2 separate regions of the Anas platyrhynchos genome follow, and region 2 is linked to region 1. The links are chromatin contacts, called in public Hi-C maps. All regions are on one chromosome and are shown on one strand. Each heading gives the region's core, a stretch centred on a gene start, on an enhancer-like site or on the middle of the called end of the contact. The rest is flanking DNA. Distances are from core to core; before and after follow the strand shown. Region 1 overlaps SBF2 (SET binding factor 2). Region 2 holds the start of ADM (adrenomedullin).

The links. Hi-C and Micro-C count contacts between places; a contact is called where the count stands out from the background.
Region 2: a Hi-C map of small yellow follicle shows a contact between it and region 1, with 2.4 times the contacts expected there. The contact joins the promoter of ADM here to the enhancer-like site in region 1. A contact is called at or near these places in 3 of 8 Hi-C or Micro-C datasets (liver, skeletal muscle and small yellow follicle).

Annotation. Positions count from the first base shown.
Region 1 is chr5:63,496,383-63,502,140 of IASCAAS_PekinDuck_T2T, forward strand. All of the region lies in intron 1 of SBF2 (SET binding factor 2), which reads right to left. Among named protein-coding and RNA genes, the nearest start is that of SBF2, 32 kb to the right of the region's middle. Within about 2 kb of position 3,254, at least 2 of the 8 cell types and tissues checked have an H3K27ac peak or open chromatin away from gene starts, as enhancers often do. A contact at or near this core is called in small yellow follicle, where this site is marked.
Region 2 is chr5:63,532,643-63,538,400 of IASCAAS_PekinDuck_T2T, forward strand. It overlaps ADM (adrenomedullin), which reads left to right and starts at 3,669. Exons shown (of 4, transcript XM_027461895.3): 1 at 3,669-3,825; 2 at 4,420-4,530; 3 at 4,783-4,923; 4 at 5,333-5,758. The coding sequence starts at 4,433. The coding sequence ends at 5,603.

The DNA.
Region 1 (5,758 bases), core at 2,004-4,503:
GGACCCACGTGTAATATCAGGGGAAAGTCTGAAGGAAAGAATACTGAAGAAGAAAAGCTATAAACAAACCCCACAAAAATACAGATGGGCAGACATTAACACAAAATAAGACCTATGAGAGTTAGATGTGCTTCTTGCTCAAGCTGGTATTTCAACATAACCCATATGCCCCTTCGAAAAGTGGCTATAACTTCAAAGCCACCCACCTAGCATGCTAAATGCACTCAGTAGATGCTTTTCTGCAATTTACAAGGACAGAATTTTCTGCAATTTACAAGGACAGTCTTCTCTTGACAGAAGACAGCCTGGAAGGCGTAGCACTTTAATAGCATGATGTATGGCAGCTAGTAAGGGAATAACAATTTCAGAGACTTCACCAAGAATTGCAGAATGTCCAAATATCAAAATCGCCTATATATAAACAAGTGGATACAGCGACACGCCTTGTCTTTACCTTGGGCTAGAAAGATCTTTTGTTTAAAACAATGGAACCTGAAAAACATAAGCATGGCTAGACACTCGGATGTAATCAAGAGCGTATCCAAGAAAGTCTAGATACAAACACATTTAGAAGCAGAAGAGCTTCCAGTTGTTGTAGAAAGGAAAGCTGGATGGTATCACTGATCACAGTTCGCCACTGGATTATTATGTCTGCTGCTCATGGTTTAGAAGCAACACAACCCAAATTTGTATATCAGAGTTTGAAGCCCTATGTGGGTGAGCTATTGACTGCTGATCTTCCACGCACCTATTCTTCCTCCTCCCCCTAACAACTGGAGTACTGAAAGAGCAAGTACTCTGCATCATGTTATCTGTTCATCTAGTAGCAGAAGGTGAGGTTAACCAGCACAGCCGAGCTTTCCCTCGCTTCAAAGAGCCCGAGCCATAGTACATGGAAGTAAAACTTCTCTAACCAAGACTACAGTTGTTGCACAACAGAGCAGTGAAACCGAGCTTCCCATCTCTCATGAAACACATCTGATGTCACTGGTTTGGAGGATTTGGAGAAGTACAAGTGATGAACAGTACTATCACAGCAAATATAAGAAATGTTGGCCCACTTGCCAAGGGAACACTTGCCAGAAGAATTCAGAACCCACATACTTGAAGTCATCCAAGGTAACATTTGGTGCAGTGAGTCACATGAGATAAATAGGTCATCTGTCATAAAAAGAAAATGTCCTGATTTACCACAGTGGCCAGCTGAGTAGGCAATTGCAGAACCAAACTTAAAGACCGGAACCTGTTTCTCAGGAAGATCTCTCCTCCCCAAGGATTCAAGAATAACTCCAATTACTACACAACTTGTAGCAACACCGTGTTCAGCTTTTGCACATACTAATTTTTACAGTCAACTCCACAGACCAATATCATCAAGGTCTCTCTTAATAACTCCTGAAGAAATGTCCTGGAGACAACTTGGAGTAAGAATTAATCCTGTCTGGTTTCAGCGGGCAGGAAGTCAAAGAAGAACAGCTTGTTCACTTCAGAAGAGCTGTGTGAAATAATCTGACGGCCCAAATGCACTGCGGCAAAGGAATAAATGCTTTTGCTGAAATCAGATGCGTGCTTAAGATACTCGGTTCTGAACCTGGAACTTCTATATCAAGTGCCAATCCATATGAAAAAGGATTAAAACTTTTCCTAAAAACCCATTGGGCACCATTTACCCCAAATTCTCTATTTACCCTGTGAACAATAAAACAACAGAATTTGGAGGCTTTCAGGGACGGGGTGTACTGGGTCTGGTGGGGATAGAGTTAATTTCCTTCACAGCAGCTCACATAGTGCTATGTTTTAGAGTTGTGACTAAAACTGTGTTGATACACACCAATGTTTTAGCTATTGCTTCAGTGTGTCAAGGCCTCCTGTGCTTCTCTTCTGCCCCCAAAGTGAATAAGGCTACGGGTGGACAAGAGGTTGGGAGGCAACACAGCTGGGACAGCTGACCCAATTGACCAAAGAAATATTCCAGTACCATATAAAACATCACACTCAGCAATAAAACTGGGCGAGTTTTTACCAAGCAGACATTGCTCAGAGACAGGCTGCGCTTCAGTCTGCTGGTGGGAGGTGGTGACTGATTACTTTTGCATCAGTTGTTTTTTTCCTTCACTTATTGAAATGTCTTTGTCTTAAGCAACCATTTTCTCTCAGTTTTGCCCTTCTGATTCTCTCCTCCATCCTACTGGATGGAGTGGATAGGTGAGCAAGCAGCTGGGTAGGGGGGGCTCATCTGCTGGCCAGGGCAAACTTACCACATAGACAATTCAAAGAGGTTAATCTGATTTTCTTTACGTGCAATGGCATCCAAGCTGCAGACAGATGATAAAACATGACCAAAAAGCATGGTTCCATTCCCACACTGAAGGGCATCCTCAATTTATTTCAGCAGGTTTCATCATCCTTTCCGAGAAGATAATAGTTCCAACAGAGACCATGTTCTGGGAAGGTTCTGAGGTACTACTTTCATGAAGGCGAGGAATTTTCTCTGGAAGAGATGAACCTGCTTAGAACAGAATAAGCCTACGGTATTTTTTCTGTGATAGCGTACTGTAACCAGCCCAGACTGACCAAATGCCTGCACTGTAGCCACAGATAACAGCTCTTGTGGAGGCAAACCTAGAACCCAAAGATAAGGAAGATGACTGCTACCGCCACAACTCTGGCACCTTACCTTCATTTTCCTGGCACAAGTAGCCATACTGTCCAAGGGCCAAGGTCTTAAAGACAGCACTACAAGCATGTCTTAGCTTTATCTTCCTGGATTTTACTGAATGAGCCAGTGCTGAACAGGTTGACAAATTTATGATGTAGACAGAAAGGTAATATCCTCAAGATGGACTTTTTAGGATGGATACACCTGATCAGCTTGCTGACAAAAACTTGCCTGGCACCAAAGTTGTGCTAAATGGTCTGACTGTAAGTGACATCACATTGTGGCAGACACAGGCCCTCAGATCCAGGGAGACATTCAGTGCCTTGTCAAAAAGACAATTTGCAATTTGAAAATCTTGTGGGTTTTTTGATTGTTTGTTTTTGATAAATAATGTTTGGTAGATCATCTTAACATTTCATGGTAAGTGGGATACAACATATGTGGAGTACAAGATGGAGACAGTTCTCAAGTTGCAAAAGAAGAAGTCGGGAAGCCAGAATATTCTTGGATAAAGAACAAATACAGAACTTTTTCTGCCACTTTGAAAAGAAAACAATTCACAGCTATGGAACACTCCATCTCCCCAAGGAAGAGACGTGCCAGATGCATTCCAGCTAACGCGTCCATGTGTTTTCTCATTCTCCACGCGCAGAGCATGAATGTTCCATCTACAGAACCAGTAAAAGGAAAATATTCCCCACTCTCAAATGTTCAACTGTAAACAGCGTGTTCACATTCACGTGGGCTACAAATTCAAATACAGAACTACAAATTCTGTAGTACTTCAAACGAAAAATGCATTACAGAAGAAATACTGTTAAGGGGCCCAGGGAGCCTTCCTTCTGTTTATACTACAATTCTGTAGAAAATCCTATCGACCACACTTCCATAAGGATATTTTAACCCTCTGGAATAGAGGACAAAAGGGTACAACCAGGGACAATTGTTCTGTACTGATGTTCTCTGTTCCCGTATGTTCTTATTTTTGAACCATACAAGAATTTCAGTAGTGGAACATAACCAGATGTATCAGAGAAAGTCTTTTAATTCTGGCACATTCAGGCAAAGTCTGCTTTAAATGACTAAACATGACTAAACCTTAAATATTTAATTTGGGAGAGCTGCCTACCTACCCATGACATGTTGCAGTCACTCAGAGAGAACACTAAAAAACAGCCTAGGAAAGAATCCAAAGCCAACAACACTCCACTCCTACCTCCCAAAAAAAAAATAAATGAAAATTGCATCCAAAGTTCCAAAAGGAAAAATCATGGAACAGGAGTACTACAGTGGAAAGACTATTGTAAAATTCTTCCAGAAATAAGTATCACCTGTATATAAAGAACACTGGTGTAGGATTAAAATCATCTGTGCATTAAGCTCGATGCTGTTAGTTCAAATGTGCTGGTGGAAAAAAAAAAAAGTGATATAAATGATTAATAGTTAGGAAAGCCGAGGACTTGCTTCACTTCTGCGTATAATCCATGTGTACATATTTCAAAAGACTGTGCAAAAGAAGGCCTATTAAAACTGTGCTCCCTACCTATCTACAAGCAAACATTCACATTTACATACAGAGCTACTGCACTACAATCCCATCTACTGGCTAGGACTCTAGCATGCCTTCTGTCTAATCTGTATACCATTTATGAGTGTCCAAATGGGATATCATCAGCAATAATTGGAATTCATTGGATTCTGCATATACCACAATCATAAGACTCAAATGGAAATGTTAAGAAAGTATTCAGAACCTTAACACAGCACCACATACGTTAAGTTTTATTCATCTGTTTTTATTCAGATGAGTACCACCAAACTGAACCTCCACTGTAAGTCTTAATTAGAAATGGCACCTTTTTGTTTTAAAATGCAAAAAACAAAATTGGAGCAAATGATTATGGCTTAAGATTTCTTTGTTTCCTAGATTCCAGACCTGGAATGTTATCACTGAAGACCCCCAGGGGCTACAGGCACCACCTTCTTTAACACACAATCTCCAAAAGAAAATGCTCTGCTAGTAGTACCCAGCCTTGCCACTACACGCAAAATGATATTAAAGTGCAAATGCCCCACAAACTTTGCAATCCTGTGGGACCTGCATGTGTAATACAGTCTGAATGTCAAATTGCCAAATTGCTTCCACCTGTTCTTAAATGCATCCTTCCAGATCGCCACAGCTACAAAGAGGAAAGAATTTCTCTGCGTGCCGGAAGTGACACATCAAAAAGACACCCCAAACTATTCCGAGATATCCTTCCTTATGCGTGTTGTCACCTTAATTAAGTACAGATTTTTTTTAAACTCCAGGGGTATCTGAAACCTACCAAATGTTCTGACAAAGATGCCTAGCATGTCATGCTGACTTGAAACAAGACATTCATTAGCTTTACTTTTATAAGACCAAAACTCTGTCTTTTGGGATGAATTTTGACCCAAATTAGACCCGTGAAATGAGTGTCGATCAGTGCACACTGGACCCCAGGTAACTGCTCAATGCCTTTTGTAGAACACACAGCCTTTCCAAATCCTGGCACTGAGCTCCCCATCACCTGCAGCATGAGAGAAAAGGAACGTGCCCCAGCTCTGAGGAAGAATACGCTCTTTGGAGCCAGCTAAAGGCTGCTCAATCAAATATTTGCCAGGAGCAGCTGATAATATCATAAAAGCACCTATAACATTCTACAGATGAGAGATAACAACTTTAATGGTATTTTAATTTTCATGATTGACACGCTGATTTCCACCAGAGACACATGCTTACTGAATTAGCTGCAGCCTTCTGTATGAGCACCTGAGCACCAAAAGTAGCTGAATAACTAAATACATTTTGCAACACCGCTAGCTAGGACAAATACCTAAAAACGACAGAATAGATACTTGCCATTTCAAATTAATATATAGTAATTCTTTTACATAAGTAGATTTTTATAACAGAACTTGATGCCAGTTAAGCTTTATTTGTCAAACTGATAGATGATACTCGCTGAAGTAAACGTTACTTTTCCCACAGAGGTCTGCATTTTAAGTACTCTTTGTCCCGTACAATGTCATCCAAGTCCCAGTTGTTCTCATTGCATATTTATAGTCTCACTGAAA
Region 2 (5,758 bases), core at 2,419-4,918, 37 kb after region 1:
AATGCTAGATCAAGAGGAAAATATGACTTATTGAGTCCCCAATAGTACTAGCGCCCACGTTACATACAGCCTTGTTCCTTCTTCCATCTAGACCAATACAACCAAAGCCTGGTTAGTCTATAAAGCAGGTCATAAGAAGTGGCACGTCTTAGGTACTCATGTGACAGGAAGGGCACCATTCATCTGGGCTCCAACACAGCTGTTTGGCTGCGTACCTGCATGGACCAAAAGGATTCAGTCAGCCGTAACTTACTTCCTTAACTTCCCTTTAGTAGCGAGTAATCTAATATTCTTATAGGACAAACGAGGAAGTGGAGCAGACGTTGTTTGCTCGCCTAAAGTCTAAGGCAAAGTAAACTGAACTTTCATCCAGACCACCAAAAATAAAATTCCCTCTGTTCCAGCAGAGTAGCTTGGCTGCTACCGGGCCATGAAGGGGTTCCTAGAGCAGCAGCTGTGGGTGAACACCAAGGCCTAGGTCTCCAGCAGGACCTGGGCAAGAACTGTGGGCAGTGTGTCCCCCCCCACCCCGGGAGACAGAAAGCATACAAGGGATAATGTCACCGCACTCAGACCATGTGCTTAGCACAAAAAAAATGTGAAGGTTCCCAGCAGCTTGTACAGTTAACTTCTCCTTCGGCAAATATGTAGGTCACATTCAGCCTGCAGTCCCTTAATCCAGTGTCACCCCCCAGTTTAGTGACACCCCTTACCAGAAGAGGAAAGCAGCCATGACCCCAAGCAGTTTTTCTCTACCAATATGCATCTCCCTCCCCGAGGAGGTTTTGTTTGGTATACTCAAACCTACCAGACACGAGGCACACTGAAACCATCCCCCCTCCAGTCGGACTGCTGGAGATGGAATTGTCCCTTGTCACTGTACCGTTGGCACAATACAGCTGTCTGAGTACATGCACCAACAGTGAGGCTTTTCTCTGTGGAGCTTGACAAGGGTTTTACATGCTTCATAGGGTGTCTTTCTTCTGCTTGTATCATCTTTGTGCTGATTTTATACAGCCTGAAGTACAATCAAGTATATTCACACTCATCGTATATTAACTCAGTAAAGTTTGTACCAACCTGGAATGAAATATGCAAAAGCACTCCCACTGCCTTCAAATAACAATTTTCTTGCATAATCAACACAAAATATTTGCCTCAAACTTATTTGCCATCGATGCCTACAGGTGTTAAGACCTTTGCTTCTGGAATAAAACTTCACCTGAATAAAATACTGTGCAAAAGAGCACAAAACAGCAGGGAGTTCCTCACAATCTCCCTGCTAGATAGATGTTGTAAAATTTTCTGTACACACAGCAATACTGAGAGGTTGAATGACATGCCCAAGATAATCAGTAAACAAGTACAAGAGCCGGATGTTTCTCCAGGCCAACTTCTCTGTGATGGATGAGGTAGCACCCACAGGAGAGCCTACACTTCTTGAGGAGAGTCCAGTCTTGCAGAACTGTGTGGCATTGCCTCAGAATAATACTTTGCCAAAAAAAGTCCACAGAACACTCTGTGTCTTTTTTTTTTTTTTTTTTTTTGGGGGGGGGATGTAAATAGCTATTTACAAAGTAATTTTTATGAAGCAGAACTTGTTACTACCTCATCGCACAAATTCAGTGCCTATTGCTCATTTTCAAGCTGCTTAGGAATGCAAATGCTGAGGAAGAACAAAACAAGCATCTGGACTGAGAATGTGATGTTTTGTGTTAGATTTGAAACCAGCTTTACCTGCTGAAGCCCTTTCACAAATCACGTCAGCAACAAACTGCATCTTGCCTGATCCTTTATGTGCCAAAGTTTGCCTGCACGCAAAGCTGAATGAGCTAATTTTGTGTCACTAAAATGGCCATTGTATTCAGCATGGCACTCACATGTGACTTGTCTTAATATTATTATTACTCCTAAACCAATGTAGGATTCTTTCTGCATTGTTTGCCTAAGAGTATACAAAATGCACTTCCCTTTTGGCCAAGGATTCTAATGAGGGATTTTCCAGCATTTTGGGAAGTGTGGGATTTTTTACTGGAACAAGAGATCTAAATTAAATCAAAGCAATGCCCGGGACACCAAATCCTGCCTTCTCATTCAGAGAAGTTAGATTCAGTTTCAGCTTCTGCTGACCAAGGGAACGTGCGGACTCCCTCCAGCCTGAGCTGCCTCGGGAGCTCTCGGAAGGCCGAGCACGGCCCTCGGGGAGGGCAGCAGGGCTGCGGCTCCGCGGGACCACTCGAGCCGGGGCCGAGGGGACGAGGCAGAGCCCGGGGCTGCCCGGCTCCCGCAGCCGCCTCCCGCCCCGTGCTCCGGCCGGGCAGGTGCGGCGCAGGAGCGAATCCGGGCTTGTCCCGGCGGCCAGCTCACGGCCGGGGAAACGGGGAGGGGGTGCGGGGTGGCCGCCGGCCGTGCGCTGCCCCCTCCGGGGCGGCAGCGGGCAGGGCGAGCCGCTGCCACCGGCTTGCCCCGGTGGCGGGGGGAGCGGAGCCGGGAGCCCCCGGGGGCCCGGCCGCTGCTGGCGAGGGAGGCGGCGGCTGCCCCGGAGTGAGCCGCATGTAGGAAAGTGTCAGTCATCCCCTCGCACATACCTCTGCGGGGTGTAGCAGGGAGCGCGGCTACCTAGCCAGGCAGAGTCACGGGCACGTAGCTCACCTCTCTCTGAAACACCGCTCGCGGCCAGATGCGGGCGAAGCACCCGGCACACGCTGCCCGGGGCCGGCTCCGGCTCCGGCTCCGGCCAGGCGCGGGGCGAGGGGCGCTGCCCCCGAGAGCTCCGCGGGGCCGAAGCGCCACAGGGCGCAGATGATAGGGGCTGCAAAAACAACAGGGTTTGCCTCTGGGCAGCCAGGAGAATGCTGTTAGAGCCCCCGATCCTGCAGGCGTTCGGGCGCTGAGCTAAGGGCAGTCCCGTACACCGGGCTGCGGCACCCGGCGAGCCGCGCACGGCTTCCCTGGAGCACCTCAGGTGCCCCGTGTTGGAGGCACAGGCACCGCTCTCCTCGGCCCAGGGCACACCGAGCGCCCCTACCTTCGCCTTCCAAACCCATTGGAACCGATTGATTTGAAGGGATCAAGTACCTCAAGAACACTTTATTAGATGAAAAATGCACCTACGTTGAGTCACAAATATTAATGACGGCTGATTTGTCACCTCTTCGCTTATGTAAAGAAGGCTGACATTCATTATAGTTACTCATGACAATTCACGTTGTCCAAATATGGGTTTATTTGTGAAACCTTGCTGTTTGATGGATTTGCGTGGATCTTGAAACCGATCGGGTCCGGTTCCTACGCTCCTGCTTCCCCCCACCTGAGGTTAATGTGCCCGAAAGGAGAAATTACGGCACAGACCGTACAAACTTACTTCTGCACTATACGGGCAGTTAAAAACACTGTCCCCAGCAAAACAGAACGAGGGGCTTAGCAGCTTTTGTAAATTATGCCAGGACTCGGATTCCACACCTAAAAGCCGTCGTTATAATTCATGAAGTACCATGGGGGGGGGGGGGGGGGGATGTTGAAGATAATTTACATGAATCCTCCAATTTTTCCCCCACGATGGGTTGCCCCCAGTCCATGCTAGAACGATTAAGCAGTGCCTGGGATGTGGGGGTGGGGGTAAGTGTCAAAGAGAAATCGCCCAGCCAGGCACGCCAAGGTCCACCCACTTCCCCCGCGCTGCGCTATAAAAGGGAGCGGTGGAGCGCAGCTCGGCAGTGGTTGCTCCAGACACACAAAGACAGAGCTCTCGCTCCTCAGGAAACCCTGCGAGTTCGGATCGCTACTGCAAGAACGTTTGTCTCAGTGGATTAGCCTCACTGTCAGGTAAGAAGTTTTTTTTTGTTGTTGTTTTCCTTAAAAAAAAAATAAATATGCAGGGGTGGTGGAGAGGAAGTGGAAATCTGCTAAATCTGGGCTGTTTTGAAGAGCTTGAACTTATGCTGCAGAGCCTTGCACTGGCTCTTGGCATCAGCTGCAGTTTACAACATAAGGTCCAGAATTAGCCACTTCTGCGTGTGAAGTGAGAAGATGAGCTATCGGGGATAAACTTCCAGGCAGCAAAACACTTACTGGAGCTGGGAAGCGATGCATCTGAAAGCCAGCTCCCTCTAAGCTCGTGGGTTTGCTGAATCCTAACGCAAGCCGCTGGGGGTATTCCGGCAATCCTGCTGGTTTTCATCCGCCTCTACAAGTAAAACTCTCGACAAACGTAAACTTTAGAGGCTCTGTTATTTACTCTGCGATAAGTTGCTGAGCAAATACTAGCTTTTGGTTCATGTCGCACACAAAGTTCCCGGTAGCCTGGGGGCTCTCCCGAGGGAAGAGGTTCTCCGAGGCACCGAAAGAAAAAGAGACGGACAGACCTTATTTGGCTTATCTGAGCAAGCATACTTATAAATTCTCTTCTCTATCCACCAGGAGTTCAGCCAGAATGAAACTGGTTCACGTAGCCCTGCTCTATCTCGGCTCTGCGACCTTCTTCGGGGTGGATGCTGCAAGGGTGGACGTAGCGACAGAGTTCAAAAGAAAGTGAGTATGGGAGCGCGCCCAGCCGCCCTTTGGAGCCTCCGCGCCCCAGCGCCGGGCTCCGGCTGCGACCAGAGGGACCGGACTCCCTGCGGGAATTGCACAGGGCCGCGTGCCCTTTCAGGAAGCATCCCCAAAAAAGTCCGAAAAAGCTCAGCGCTGCCAAAGATTATCGCCCCTCGAATCTGTTTGGTTTGGCTCCCGCCCTGCAGGCTTGCACTAACAGGCTCTCCTCTTCCCTTGCGCTCCTTTCAGATGGACGAAATGGGCACTGAGCCGAGCCAAGCGGGACGTGAAGCCCTCGGGCGCGCTCCGAGCGCTGGGAGCAGCCGCGGCCGTGCAGCCGCTCGTGCGGCCCCAGGACGTGAAGGAGGATCCCCGCGTCTCGCATCCCAGGTAACTTCCAGCTCGAAGCCGCCGGGCTCGACGCTTGCCCGAGCCAGCAGCAAGGTTCCGGGTCCCCTCGTTTCCGGGTGTTTCGGCTCCTCGCTGCAGATCCCCGAGCCCCGGAGACAGCTCCTTCAGGGAGCCGCCTCCCTTTCCCCGCGCTCTTCAGCCGGCGGCAGCTAGCCGCGCTTGTACTGCGAAAGCCGAATATAAAATAGTAACTCGAGCTCCGGCTCCCTAGATAAAGCGACAGTCGCAAACCGGCGGGGCCTCTCCCGCCGTGGGCAGCGAGCTCGGGTCGCCCCTCTCCGCCGCTCGGCGGAGGGCAGGGCCGGGGGGGCTGCACGGCGGGGCTCCTGCCCTCTCCTCGGGCCCCCCCGCGCCGCCCTCACGCCTGCTCTCTCTTCCTGCCTCGCAGCAGCCGGGAGGATGCTCACATCCGCGTCAAGCGCTACCGCCAGAGCATTAACAGCTTCCCCCACTTCCAAGCCATCCGCACGGGGTGCCGCTTCGGGACGTGCACGGTGCAGAAGCTGGCCCACCAGATCTACCAGCTGACCGACAAGGATAAGGACGGCGCCGCCCCCGTCAGCAAGATCAGCCCCCAGGGCTACGGCCGCAGGCGGCGCTCCCTGCGCTTCCCCCGGACTCTGCGGGCGCTGCCCCGCGCCCCCGCGCCGGGGCTGTGAGCGCCTCGGCTGCACTCAGGCACGGACACTCCGGGGGCCCGCGGAGCACTCGCGGAGAGCCCCCGCTCGGGCGGGACCCCGGCGCGCCCTCCCGGGGCCGGGGGCGGCGAGGAGCGGCGGGACGCGCCGCCGAGGGAGCTGCGAGGCCCCGCCGC